Regions from separate parts of the Nothobranchius furzeri genome. Here region 1 is linked to region 2. Evidence: chromatin contacts called from public Micro-C data. All regions are on one chromosome and are shown on one strand. Each heading gives the region's core, a stretch centred on a gene start, on an enhancer-like site or on the middle of the called end of the contact. The rest is flanking DNA. Distances are from core to core; before and after follow the strand shown. Region 1 holds the start of arhgap35a (Rho GTPase activating protein 35a). Region 2 overlaps arhgap35a (Rho GTPase activating protein 35a).

The links. Hi-C and Micro-C count contacts between places; a contact is called where the count stands out from the background.
Region 1: a Micro-C map of tail fin shows a contact between it and region 2, with 10 times the contacts expected there. The contact joins the promoter of arhgap35a here to the enhancer-like site in region 2. A contact is called at or near these places in 2 of 2 Hi-C or Micro-C datasets (skeletal muscle and tail fin).

The regions. Positions count from the first base shown.
Region 1 is chr13:41,288,959-41,292,969 of NfurGRZ-RIMD1, forward strand. arhgap35a (Rho GTPase activating protein 35a) reads right to left here and starts at 1,680. Exons shown (of 7, transcript XM_015951474.3): 1 at 1,108-1,680.
Region 2 is chr13:41,204,729-41,209,233 of NfurGRZ-RIMD1, forward strand. arhgap35a (Rho GTPase activating protein 35a) reads right to left here. Exons shown (of 7, transcript XM_015951474.3): 7 at 2,726-3,369. The coding sequence ends at 2,901. Among protein-coding and RNA genes, the nearest start is that of npas1, 66 kb to the left of the region's middle. Within about 2 kb of position 2,148, at least 1 of the 3 cell types and tissues checked has an H3K27ac peak or open chromatin away from gene starts, as enhancers often do. A contact at or near this core is called in tail fin, where this site is marked.

The DNA.
Region 1 (4,011 bases), core at 430-2,929, 84 kb after region 2:
AAAACACAGCTGGCAAACGTGAAGGTAATGAGTCATCGTAACTGCTGACATAAGGACCCACAACACAAAAGCTTGTACATGCAACCCAATAAAGTTCCTGTTTTTTGGAACTGTCCCTTTTTTCCTCTAGCAGTGACACAGCAGTGGCGACAGAGCAAAGTCCTTGGTAGGCAGCAGATGTGTTTTAGAAGGCCATCCCACAAACGCACACTCATCACCATCTCCGTCCACTAGATATGAAAACAGCATTTCAGACATAGAAAGGTTTTTCTTTGGTGAGATTAGAAACCAGTCAAGTCCAGAAGGAAGGACTTGGACAGAAAGGGAGTGGCTGCCACAGCCATGATCACTCTGCAGTGGCTCTGACACATCGGGAACGACTTCTGCTACAAAAATAGTCTAATGGTGGCACTAATTGTTCTAACGTGAGGTTTTTCTGGTCTACCTATCTATATAGCAAACTGGGGGTGAAGAAAAAACTGAATATGTTCACAAATGTGTCTGTTAATTTTTTGACAGTAAATGTGACAGAATCAGATTAGATGAGGCACCTCTGACATCAGGAAGTATGAACTTTTACAAAGAAGTAAAGAAATTTAATAAAATAATTTTTATTCAAAATAAGATTGCCTTAATTCGGAGTTTATTCTGATGGGAGATTATTTTAATAGAGACAGAATGTTGAATATATTGAATTGATATTTTGCTTCTAAGTCACTTGAATTGTTTTCAAACCCAAGAGATTATGACTAAAACAATGCATAAACGTACACACATAGAAACATATTTACAGATTATTTTCCCTTTTTCTAGAAAAACAGCCATTTCTCTTATAGAGTATATTTAAACCATAATAGGTAGACCTCGCCATGCCTGCAAAGGGTTTAATGTTATGTTAATACACTCATGCAATATTGTTAGAATAATCATTATTATTAGTATTCCTAAGAGCTTCAATCATCATAGCAGCCCTGAGGGGGCAGAGGTGGGACTTTGGTGCAGTCCAAGCTGCAATCATGTAGAAAGTAGTTCAAATACAGGTTCAAATGTCAAAAACAGAGTCAAATGGGGCATTAAATGAAATTATCCAGCATTTATTCAACATACCATATCATTCCTGTCTCTTCGGGTATCGTCCGCTTCTTTCTCCTTCTAACTGCGAGCCAGCAACCAGGGAGACTTTTATAAAAGAAAACACTCCCCACATCGATTATTTTCCGCTCTTCTAGTAAACACGCTGTATGGCCATTGCTCCCCGCGTTAAGTCCTCGTTTTTAGATCTTTTTCTCCGCCAGTCTGTGAAGTTTTCAGACACGAGAAGCGCGTTAGTTACTCGCCTCTATTAGCCTGAAAAAATATAGTTAAACAGTGTCCGATAGAGAAGGAGAAAGGAGAGGAAAGGGGAAAACGCTGCTGAAACTCTCGTCCTTTCCTCTCAGCGGCTGGAGAAAAGGGGGAGGCGTTGGAAGGAAAGCCCTGCTTCGGTGTGTTTTCCCTTCTTGCTTCACCACCACGTTGTTTTGACCAGTTATTGTTTCCTTTGTTGCGTCAGGAAATAAAATATATATTTATATATATATTCCGGTTTAGTAAGGCGTTGTTTTTCCGTCCCGACAGCTTTGGAGCACCGCTGTGCTCTCCTTTCTCACGTTGTTGAAGCCCCTCGCAGGATAAATGTGTGACGTTGTGTTCAAGTCTAGGTTTTTTTCAGCTTCCCAATAATGGCGGACCTTCTGTGGATCGAGCATCTCCCCTCCTGTTCTCAGAGAGCAGAGAGGCTCTCCCAGCGGTTTGTGCACACAATTACAACACACACACACACACACACACACACACACACACACACACACACACAAAGACATTTACCGGGTATGTTCAGGGGAAATGCATCATAAATGTCTCGAATGTTTAAAAATAAATGTTAGCAATCTTAAAAAAAAAATCTCAAATTTGAGACCCAATTTGACTAAATTAAATGAATGCACATCTTGCTTATCCTCTTGGAATATTGTTAATATTTAGCATCAAGCTTCTTCTGGCACTGAAGCGTTCAGCTGGAGTATTAGGATTAGTGCCTTCACCACAAACCTGCCATATCCTGTCCTCCTCTGCCCACTGCTGCAGAATCTACTGGTGGACAGGGCCGATTTAATTTGTTTATTAATGTGATGTTGTTGTATGGTTACATAACAAAATAAAGCTGATTATTGGTATTGTGATTATCTTTGAAAAGCCCTTCCACCCACTGTAGTCCACTCTGGAGGAAAGCTCCTTTAGCTGTAGACCAAGACATCCCAGATGTAAAACAGAACGGTATTGTAGGTCATTCATCCCCTCTGCAGTAAGAGTGTATACCTCCTCAGTTTAACTGGTACTGGCATTATCCTGATACACAATAACATCAATGCAATATTCAGTATGTGTCCAATACTTGTGCAATACCGGATGTTCATTATGTTTGCATCCCTTAAGCTGCATAGTTCTGGAAACCTGTTTCCTTTTTATTTGTTGTTTTTAGTGGTTGAAGTTTGCAGTGATAGCTTTACTGCCTTTGTGTGTTTACCTGTTCTTATCTTTCTTCTTCATTTTCTCTAATGTTCTGCTATAGCAAGTGAATTTCCCCCACTGTGGGATTAATAAAGTCTATTATTTTCTTTATAGATATGAAAGTTATTATTGTCTTCATTATTCATAGCAGTGCTGCATTATTGTTGGGTGTTCCTGACATAACATGTAAAGCAACTATGATCAGACTTTCTGAAGGTTTTCACATCTCTACATTCTGACCAGTGGGGTCAAAGCCCTCCCCTGTGAATTAACACCCCCAGTAATAGTAATGCTTCTTTTTTTCTATCCATCATTGATATAAAAAATCTATAAAATAAGAAACCAAAGTATTCCTGTAGCGGAAGTTGTTTTCAGATGCATGGTCAGAATGTGACATGAATATAATAAAAGGGCTGTGTCCATATTCAGGTGCTGTTTCCTTTGAAGGACCCATCCTGGTCAACCGTGAAGACCAGAAGTGAGCAGCTGTGAAATTGGACAGTCTAGCCTTCAAATTTATGTCTGCACTTTAGTCAGCATGTAACCCGTCCCCTAGCAATCGTGACAGAGCTAAAAAAAAAAAAAGAAGAATGAATAAAAACAAACTTCTGTAAATTGAGCTTAAAATTTTGTTGTTATTTATTACCTATCTTATCCTTTTTAGGAGCTAATTCATCTTTATCACCTTACCAATTCATCCTGAGGTAGGGTGGACCATGAAGCACACGCAAAAGACCCATCCTTCAAATCCGGGGAGAAGAAGGACTTTTCACTGGTCCGTATCGGGAAGAGCCTTCACATTTAAACAGACTTTGTAGCATTGCTGTGATGTAATCAGTCTTCAAATCCAACCTTCGAAGGATGCTGCCCCTGAACTTGGACACAACCACAAACTGCTACAGATGTTTATTTTGTGCACCACCTCAAGATTATCATTGACCCCCCGCCCCCCATGGAGGCGCTCCTGTTTTCAGAGATTTTCTTTGGACTTTGTCTGCTTTCTCACTCAATTTTCAGAGGAATTTTTCTTTTTGTTTCCTTGTTGATCTTTTTAAATCTGACCCATGAATCATTCAGACATACCAAGGCTCCTAAACTAAAGCTAAACTCAAAGGATGAATCAGAGTTGTGTCAACACTGAGAATATTTTAACAACAACAAGGTGGTTCCCATGGACCTGTCAGCTGAGAACTATAGTCCTTTACAGTAGATGATCAACTAAAGGATGATGCCTCTCAACTTAGGTTTCAGTTCCGTCTTCAAAAAATGTGAATTTTAGATTCTGTTCATGTGTTATAGGCCTGATTTTTTTTATTTTATCCTCCACTTTGTCTACTGAGCACACACTCCTCAAACAGCTCTTTCCCCCACTATAACAGTATTTTAAACCTTTAAAAAGGGATAACCTGACACTCTTATTTCCATTCCTTCACAGCGGATCTCTGTTTCATGCACAGATTCAAA
Region 2 (4,505 bases), core at 898-3,397:
CCAGAAACCAGATTTTTACAAGATTTGATTTATTAACTATGATACAGATCACATAAGGCCTTGCTGTTTACACCATTCCCACTGAGACACAATACCATACTCAGCAAATAGACAAGATTGTGTTTATCTTTTCACTTTACAGTACTTCATTATTTTAAAATCACTTTCACCACCAAGACCCCTCCCCTTCCCCATTATTTCTCTTTTTTTTTAAACAGTTTTTGTAACATCTTCTCTTAAATAGTGAGAGTTGGAGCCCTCTTCCTGGATTTGGAAGAAATCATGCACTATACTGGGCGGGTCTCTCAATCATTCACAAAAAAGTGTTTTTTTTAAAGGCTTTGCATTTCTTTTACTTAATAAAATTAAACAAAAAGAAATAAAATGTTTCTACCACCACTCTTGGCTAAAGGGAAAGTGTCGACCCCCCCCCCCCCCCCCCCCCCCAAAAACAAAACAACATACCGATAAACAACCATCTGAATAAAGTTCTGCTCGTTTCTCAGCTTAACTTAACAGACATCTGTCACCATTGAAGAAAGTAGTAATGCAGCCACCTTTTATTTCTTTAGTCACCTTTTTTTTTATCCAACTGTCACTTCGCTTCCCCCCACCTCCCCCTCAAGTCTTTGGCTGCCTCACAGTCGGTTCAGTATTAAAACGTCCATGTACAAAAAACGGATTGGGGGGGGGGGGGGGGGGGGGGGGGTTAATGCCGCTGGCTGGCATTCTCACACAAGTACCAGTGGTCACCCCCTTCTTCCCTCCTTCTCCCAAATAATGATCCCATTCACCCGTATGCAGCCCCCCCCCCCCCCCCCCCCCCCCATCCCCGTCTCTCCCACACTTTCTTTGAGGATCAGTGTGTGTAATCCGGATGAGCCAACAGCAGGGGAAATGACCAAGAGGAGACCAGCATTCCTCCCTCTTACATCTGTTTGGATCACACTGGCGTCTGCTAACCTGTTGGCCTAAAATAAACACACACACACACACACACAAGGTAAATGACCAGCTCTGATGGATGAAATCTCCCTCAGCGATTGGTTAGAACTTGTGTTTTTTAACTGGACATTTGGAGAGCAGAAAGCTGAGATCTCTGCTCAGCTCTTTCAGCCACAAACATGTGCAGCACCACACCAACTCGCTTCGATCCAGAGCTCTTCACCAGCCGCATCTCTGCTGGTTTCTACGGCAACGGCAGGCTCGGCTGAGGAATTTTGGTGATGCTCTCCTCCGGTAATGCAGGAGGCAGCCGGATGGATGAATGGACGATCTGTTCTTCTCTGCTGTCTCTCAGAATGAAAATGGTCTCTCTTGGACAAGAAGGGACTTGGGGACAAAGTGGTAGAACAGCCATGTGGATTCTGATGTGAAAGGTTAAGACTCCTTTACGAGAAAAAAAAAAGAAAGAAAAAAGACTAACACCAGGACAGATTCTGAAGCCCGTAAGGTAAAACATCTCCCATCTGTCAAAAATCTGGGCCCTTACAATTAAACTTCTCTTGCTTTAGCAAAATAATTAGAAAATAATCCTGACAATAAAATAATCTGATGCTTTAAAAAAACACCTCAGCAGGAGAAGGGTGCTACGCCCATGCAGCTGTGATGTAAAACCTCCTCCCTCCACTAGATGTCAGTGTTGCGCTCCCAGAGAGAGCGAAAGGGAGGGCAGCCTGACAGCAAAAGTGGCTGTCACTTTATGGCAGCTTCAACTGAAAATTTGTCTTCAAAGTGCTCAGAAAAGTGCTTTTTCAACAAGGTCCTTAATATGAAAACCTGCAGCACCGTCTCACTCTAAACAGACCAAGCCACCACAGTGTGAACCAAACAGGGTCCAATCCCTCTGCCTGTCAGACACCGGGAAGTCGGGTCAAACAGAAAGACACGGATCCCGGTGGACTTGGGGACATCTTAGAAAAATACAAAATGCTTTTAAAGTGAACAGAAAGAATGTGGAGAATCAGACCAATCAAAAAATAATCACATTTTAGGCTGAATTTTGTTAGAAAAGCCTGAAGAATGAGGGTAAAGTTCAGGAGACTAAAAGGAGCCTTCCCAGAATGCAGAACAGTCGCAGCACCCATAATCCTTTGCTCCTCTTTGCTGCCCAGCAGATCCAGTTTGGTGAGATTTTTTTTCCCAATCTTTGTGCTTGGCTTACTGCCACGACTAAAACTGATTGTGTGTGTGTGTGTGTGTGTGGCTATGTAAGAGGTTGCCGGAGAGGAATTTGCAAGTCGCCCGGGACAGAACATCCTGTCGGTTGGGTGAGTAGTAACACGTGTTTGTTGCACAAGTCCACACTGTCCAGTGGTGAAATAAACAAACATGTGTGGAGGACTTTGTCCCCGCCGCAGCCTCTGGGTCGGTCCAGCAGGTGGGCGGGGCCTAAGAACTGTGCACTGGCCACCAAACTTCCCAACATGGTCAGAAACTAAAAGGAAGAGAAAAAAAAGAAGTGATCCACTGGCTACTGTTTGTGAAATTATCCCAACGTGAGGGAGTTCATATACTCCTGTTTCACTTCTTAATCCCTCCCCGAGTCCCTTCTACCAGCTATGTGTCTCCCCCTGTGTGGGTAAGGCCGTGAGGGTAGAGTGAGACAGAGACGATGGGCTAAAGGAGACTGATCTGGTCCAGAAGCTCTTCATTCCACATTCCTGTCCTGAGCTCTTCTCTGTTATTTATTTATTTTCTGATGAAAGCAGCAGAGGCTCAGATGTTTTCTCCCAAACATGTAATTTTCTCCCTGTACATACTGCATCTCTCCCAAATTCCCTTCCTATCTCCACTTCCTCTTTTATCTATTCCTTCAAAAAGTCTCATCCTGAACCCACAAGTCACATAGTCCAGTTTTTTACTTTGCTTTTTTTGTCCTCGTTCTCTTGATCCCTGGTTCACAGCGTGTGTTGTTCAGTCGGAGGGTGGTGGGGGTGGAGAGAGGGCGGCAGCAGGGCTGGAATGGGAGACTGGGGAGTGGGAGGCGGGGAATGGGAAGGGGACCGATGCTGATGGTGGTGGAGAGGAGGACCGTAATGTGGGATGACAGGAGGAGTGGCGGGGAGGACGTAGGGAGTCGGAGACGGAGCCGGAGGGGTCGAGTAGCCTCCGGCCATGCAGGAGTAGGCCGAGGTTCCTCCTCCCCCGGAAAGCGTGGAGGTTGGGGAGCCGGCGAGGCGGTCAGCCAGCGGCTGATTGTAGAAGAAGAACGCGCACTGGTGGATGAAGCTCTCGATGATTGTTTGGTAGGTGCGGGTGGCGGTCAAAGCGTCCATGGTGGTGAAGTCTGGTCTCATGAGGGTTGGCCAGAAACAGATAGACAGGTTCTCACTGGTCATCAGGTTCAACTTGCTGCTCTGGCTCACTCTGGTAAACAAAAGCACACAAACATCTGATTAATTCAGAATATTTAAGGAAAAAATGCTCCATGTGTTCTTCAGAGGACGCAGTTCTCCATAGAGCCCCATCTCCGGCATGTTTTGTTCTTTGAGGTCTTATGCTGACTGCAGGTGTTGCATGCTCTCCTGCCTCCATTTCATCGTTTTACTGCTCCGACAGAAGAGCTCGGATGAAAGCAAACAGGAAATAACCATCAAGGCTAAAAGGTTTGTAAATGGGACCTGATTTTTACTGGATAGGGGTTTTAATGCAGCTTCTCCAAACAGCAGTAAACCGCAACACAAAACCGAGATTTTTCCAAAAATCATTTCTGATTTCTGAGTTTTTTTGTAATAACTCAAACATCAAGTTTAGTTTTGGGAGGAGCTGCACAATAACGGCACCGTTAGAAACAAACAAGCAAAAAAAGCTTACTCATGGATGCAGCTCTGAGCAGAGGCAGGGAGAGGTGTGACCACTGCGGGGAGAAACACCCTGCTTTTTGCAGCACAGCAACTGTTGCCAAGTGCTTCCAAAAAAACAAAAAAACAGACTGAACACTTAACTTAAGGGGAAAAAATACACAATAAAAATGAAAATCCCCTGGTCGCTTTGAATAAGTCCACCTGTTCAATTGATTATTGACAAAAATTCAGCCAATAATATGACAGCATCTCAGTTCACGTAGGCATCTAGACGTGAGCATCAAGCCATATGGACGAGTCGGGGATTTAGCCAGGATCTGGTGTCAACAACACAAAAGCGTGGTGCCTGATGTTATAATGTTGGGTCATTTATTGACCCCTCAGTACCACCTGAGCCTGGTTTAAACCCCAGAGTCTACAAGAGGATTGTTGCTGAGCATGTCCATCCCTCTAGGGACCACATGGACCCATCTTCTGTTGGCTACTTCCAGCAGGATAATGTGCCATGTGACCAAGCTCAGATCACATCATGGATGCAACTGTATGATGATGTCACATCAATGAGGACCAGAACCTCTGAGGAACGTTTCCAATTAAGAAATAAGAACGTTCGAGGCAAAATGTGTCCCAGCCTAATAAATCAGCCAGGGTGTGTTTATTGGTCTGTTGAAGGGGCGTGTTTAAGTTTTTTAAATGAAT